Regions from separate parts of the Rattus norvegicus genome. Here region 1 is linked to region 2. A link is a contact called in public Hi-C data. All regions are on one chromosome and are shown on one strand. Each heading gives the region's core, a stretch centred on a gene start, on an enhancer-like site or on the middle of the called end of the contact. The rest is flanking DNA. Distances are from core to core; before and after follow the strand shown.

Region 1 (2,839 bases), core at 179-2,678, 36 kb before region 2:
AGCTCCCGGAGAATTGGTCTGAAACCTGCTTTGCGAAGCACTTTGTACTTAAGTGTGAGTTTACCTGGAGTGACTCAAGGGCGCCCTTGGAGACAGCCAAGGGGAACTAAGTAACTTTCTTAACCAGTGGGCTGTGATATCTATCCTCCACTATAAGCCTCCCTTTCTGTCATCCAACCCCAGACAGGACTGCCCAGCTCTTTGGGACTTTGACTGGAATTGTCACACCCCCACCTCCCCGGAACATCAATCAGAGCACTTAATAAAGCGCTATCACCAGATGAGCAGGGCGCCTGCATGGCGCCTGGGAAGGTTCCTGTGAGGTAGGAGCAGCAAGCAGCTTGTTTGAAGGAGATCCAACCAGTTCCTTCCTGAAGAACCGACTTGTTGATAATTTCGCATCCAACAGGAGTTTGCGGAAAAACTCTGGGTCCCTGAAACGTCGCAACTCCCCCTAAGACGCAACTGAGTAAAGAGAGAGGTCTGGAGGGCATGACAGCCAAAAGGAGGGAGGTCAGGGTCAGGCACATTGCTGGGAGGGCTAGCCAGCACCATCCCAGTTCGGCACAAGAAGAACCTGAGGGGCGTCCGCGATGATTGCGGGCAGAGGGGTCCCCACTTGTCAGACCTTACTACTACCTTCCCGCAGCCTGCAGGATGAACTTGAGGGAAGGGCAAGCAGAAGCAGGTTGCCACTGTCACTGGGAGTCCTCGGCCTCTAGGGTGAATAAATAAATTATTAAGCGCCCAATACACAATAGCCTCGCTAGATGGAGACGAGGAATCACTGCAGCGGCGCTGGCGGCCGCGGCAGCGGGGAGCGCGGGCGGGAGCGCAGCCCGGGAGGGAGGCGGGCGAGGCTCTGGCTCCGCTCACGTCTGTTTTCCTTTTTCGTGCATTATTTATTTCGCCTCCGCCCGCGGCCCTGCTGCCGGAGCGGGTGCTCCCGGCCGGCGCCTCTCGCCCGCTGCCTCCAGCGGGCCCCGGGTACCCTGCGCCCCGGGTAGCCGCTCGGCGCCACCGGGAAGGGCGGGGACCGGGGCGGCGCAGGGACCCGTGGCCGGGCTGAAGGAGGACTTGTGCAGCCGGCTAGCGGAGGATCCGAGGACACTTTCCCCGCCCTCTGCCTGGGCAGCCCGACCGGGACCACGGGTTCAGAGGTGACCGCCTTTCCCGGCCCGCGCGCGGCCAAGCGGAGCCTGGAGCCCCGTGCGAGCGCGCCGCGCCCCGGTCTCCCAGATCAGCTGCCCTGGAGGCCCACGCAGCGCGCAAACTTTTGCTTCAGCGGCCCGCGCTCGTCCTCTGCAAGTGAAGCCCCCGAGCGCGCGCGCAGCCGCCAGGGTGAGCTTGGAGGCCCCGCCTAGAGGGCGGGGGACTGGGGAGGCGGCTGGCTTTAAATGGGGGCTGTCCAGCCAGCCGCTGAGAACAGAGCTGCCGTGGGGGGAACCCTGAGCTCCCTTCTCCGTGTCGACGATCGGTGGGGGTCGCCACCAGGCAAGGTGGCGTGAGGCATCGGAGGGGTGCGGGCGGTGATGGGGGCGTGCAGGAAAACCTACGCCTTCCTGGGAGCAGTAACTGGGGTTTGGGCGGCAAATGGGGACACACACGGAGGTGCCTATGTGACAGTGTGCGCAGTGAAGTCCCTGGGGCAGGGAGACTACACGCAGCGAGTGATTTGGTGGTACTGTGCAAGCAGAGTCAAGGAGTGTGCGGGCGGGAGTCGGTGGCGGTGCATGGGGGTCACAGTGCGTGCGCGCGCAGAGCGAGTGATTCTCGCTGGGTTTGAAGTCAGAGTTGTGCATGACCGTTTATTGGGTCGTATGAGGTTCAGTAAGTGTGTTTGGATGTTTCTGGAGGTGTGCATAGGATCAAGGTGTGCATGCAGTATTCTGAAGGGGCAGAGGTGTGCGCCAGGATAGGTAGGGCGTGAGTTCTGGGAAAGCACTGAGAGTCAGCAAGTATGTGCGCGCGCTGGAAGGAAGATGAAGACTTGATTTGCGCAGGTGCCCCAAAGTGCGGGGCAAGTGAGTGCTCATCGCGTGGTTCTTGAATTGATGCTACCGTGCCTATGCAGTGTCCACCTGACTCAAGCCTTACTCCCTTGACAGTTAGCTCACCAGTGGGCGCCGCGGGCCGAGATGCTTCTCCGGGACCTGGTGCTGCGCCATGGCTGCTGCTGGCCCTCACTTCTGCTGCATTGTGCGCTGCACCCACTCTGGGGTTTAGTTCAGGTGAGAAGCGGGCAGAGGCCTCCTGGGAAGGGGGTAAAGGTCACTTCAGAGCTCCCGCTACAGCCACCCACTGAGTGGTCCTGGGGAGACTTGAGGAGAAAGAAAAACTGGTCAAGTCTAACGTGCTCTGACCCTGGAAAAATAAGAAACTTCTCAAAGAGCCTCAGCTGTGGTCTAAGGCCTGCAGGACTGAACTTGATATAGGAAGGCACTAAGACCTCATAGTGAACTCAACTGCAGCTTTTAGGGAAAGAAACGAACTTATAAAGAACAAACAAACAAAAACAATAACAAAAACAAAAAACAATCCCATAGTGGTGCCTTGTTTCCTACCAGATTAGACCTCTAAACTTCAAATTAGCCTTCCAACTTTCTTCAACCTGGAGTGAGGGCTGTGCTTCTTATGAGCAGAGGCTGGGGAGGTAGATGGTGACCCACCATTCATGCAGAATACAGGCTGTCAAAATGGCCAGAGGACAAACTCTCACCTTTGGCCTCCCAGTCTTCAGGGCAGAGACCAAGCAAGCAGCTACCAACTCCAATTACTCGAGGCGGAGAAATGATTGCATAGGATGTCCTCTAGTCCTGCCCAGAATCCCTGTGCTCCG
Region 2 (2,700 bases), core at 112-2,611:
AACTGAGCAATGGACACCCAGGGAGGAGGAGCCTCTGGGTGCGAGGAAGATGGGTTCACTCTAGCAGGCCAGAAGTCAGGAGCAGAGCAAAGCAGAGAAAGGGAAAGACGAAATGGGGTTGGTTGGTGGCTATGAGACTCAGAGATAGAAGCCCAGGAGGAGGAACGTCCAGTGTGGGGCTGAATCTGGGTGAAGACACAGCTCCTGGTGAGACTGAGGAGGACTCCTTACTGTTGGCTATCTCCAGCCTGGGACTGGCCAGACCAGTGGTGCACATCTGGGAGATGCTGCATGCACAGGAAAGACTGAGAAGAAGCTGGGGGCAGAGACAAGGCTTTGAGGGCTATACCGAGTGTAGGACCAAAGTTCTAAGCATCCCAGCCAGGGACCGGCTTGTCATCCCCTGTGTTTTGCAGCCAAATATAGTCCAGGTGACCCACTGACCCTACCCTACCTTACTTACCCCCTTCAGACACTGAGAAAGGCTTTATCCATATCATAGTGTGGCTGCCTTTCTGGCCCAGTTGTCAGCAGAAAACCGGGGCACCTGGGTGGCTGGCGATGAAAAGGGGGGACTTCCATCATGGCTGCAAAAGAACTGGTGGACACAAGATAAGCTAAGCACAGCATTATCTGTCTGCATACCCCCACCCACTAGCGTGGTGACCTAGAATTCGAATATGGTGTTTATTTCACTGGGTTTCCCCCTAGAAACTCTAGATGTGAGGCCTGGGTTCAAGTTGCACAAGCACCAAAGCCCTGTGGTTTATCTGTGGTTTCAAGTCTAGCCCCAACCCATGGTCACAGGTGAGAAATGCAAAACAGCTTCACCCCCACACTGACCCCAAGGCCTCCATGGGTGGTGGACGCCCTGGCACAGGCCTCCCCATAGATGCCCAGCGCCTGTAAATGGCTAGCAGCTGCTGAGAGTCAGTTCCTTGTGTCCACAGACAATGGGTCTCTATGCGGGGCAGGCTGTGAGAGGGACTGGTGGCCCTACCCCACACCTCCTTCCTTAGGAGGCATTGGGTCTGTGTCAAACTGCCCAGCAGTGCCAGGGCTTCAGGCACTGAGGCAGGGGAAGAGTTGGGAACTTGTGAAGGAACTGAGCGAGGACAAGCTTTGCTTTTGGGCCAGATCAGAAAGGTAGGCTCAGACTGAGGTTGCTGTGACGCCCTGAGACGATTCTAAGCCTCAGTGGCCTCCCTGGGCCCTGAGGGACATGAAACAGGTCCTGGAACAACTCAAATCTTTAACAGACCTCCTCACTTCCCTAGAAAACCACACAGAACCAGGGCATATCCTAGGACACTGTCTGGGGCAAGGACAAGTTGTCAATATGCCCTGTGTCCTCAAACCTTAGAGGAGCAAGACAGCTCCCTTGACAACCTTGTGGTGACAGGAGAGAGGAGAGAGGACACACATCCCAAGTACAGACTGGACCATAAAATTGTCCTGTGAAGCAGCTGTGTGGCTCTGTTATCTCTACCCAGCGACATTGCCAAGGCCATGAAGACATCATGTTCAGGGCCTGGCCTACCCTTTGCATGAGGTACCTCACAGTGTTCAGGAAGCAGGTTCAGGGTCCTTAACCCTGGAGGGAGCAAGGGAATGACTTCTGAAGTACAAGGACAAGCCAGTGCTGGCCTGGTTCGTCACTGCTTGTGGACCTGGGCTGCTCTGTGGACCAGGGTAGGAGGTCCTCCTCAGCAGAGCATAGTCAATCTAATGAAGGCCAATTAGGCCTACAACCCTTTCAGTTCCCAGGGAACCAGCCACAAACCACTAGGGCAGCCTGAGGGCATGAGTCACCAAAGACTTTGAAACCCAGGAGAAGTGTCTAATGATGTCAATGATGTCCTCAAGGCCTGTGGTGTCCCAGCAGTGCCTGGCATTCAGTCTGGGCCTAAGCGTAGGGTGCCTCTGGAGAGGACCCCACATAGGGTTGAGAGGCAGAGCACCAGGTAAAGACATGGCTCAAGATGGAAAATTACTGTCCCTCCCGACCCTCTGTGTGTGTGTGTGTGTGTGTGTGTGTGTGTGTGTGTAAGTGTGTGTGAGTATAAGTGTGTGAGTGAATACATGTGTGTGCACATGTATGTCTGTGAGTGTGTAAGTGTAAGTGTGTGAGTGTGAGTATGTGAGTGAGTGCATGTGCGTGTGTGCATGTGTGTGCACATGTGTATATATGAGTACATGTGAGTATGTGCATGTGTGTGACTGAGTGCATGTGTGTGAGTGCGTACGCACATACATGTACATGCACATGTATGTGTCTGTGAGTGTGTGTGAGTGATTTTGTGTGTGAGTGTGTGACTTGTGTGAGTGTATGTGAATGAGTGATTGTGTGCGAGTATATGTGGATGTCTGTGAATGAATGTGTGTGAGTGCATGTACATGTGTGTGTGTCTGTGTGAGTGTGTGAGTGAGAGTGTGTGAGTGTGTGAGTGTGTGAGTGTGTGTCTGTGTGCGTGTATGCGTGTATGCGTGTGTGTGTGTGTGTGTGTGTGTGTGTGTGTGTGTGTGTGTCTAGGTGCCTGAGGTCTACCTTTGGATTTCTTCTATAATAATCTTCAACCATCTGCCTATCCTGTCACTACCCCTCCCCCAGCTCTGGAGTTACTGGTGTGCCCCACCACACTGGCTCTTAATGGGACCAAGCTCCTGTCCTTGATCTTATGCAGTACCATGCAAACCAAT

What was found. Hi-C and Micro-C count contacts between places; a contact is called where the count stands out from the background.
Region 1: a contact with region 2 is called in a Hi-C map of Schwann cells, with 2.1 times the contacts expected there. The contact joins the promoter of Prima1 here to the enhancer-like site in region 2. A contact is called at or near these places in 2 of 12 Hi-C or Micro-C datasets (Schwann cells and frontal cortex).

The regions. Positions count from the first base shown.
Region 1 is chr6:128,153,225-128,156,063 of GRCr8, reverse strand. Prima1 (proline rich membrane anchor 1) reads left to right here and starts at 1,428. Exons shown (of 5, transcript NM_001108721.2): 1 at 1,428-1,499; 2 at 2,109-2,231. The coding sequence starts at 2,139.
Region 2 is chr6:128,116,987-128,119,686 of GRCr8, reverse strand. The region is part of intron 3 of Prima1 (proline rich membrane anchor 1); the gene reads left to right. Among named protein-coding and RNA genes, the nearest start is that of Prima1, 36 kb to the left of the region's middle. Within about 2 kb of position 1,361, at least 49 of the 93 cell types and tissues checked have an H3K27ac peak or open chromatin away from gene starts, as enhancers often do. A contact at or near this core is called in Schwann cells, where this site is marked.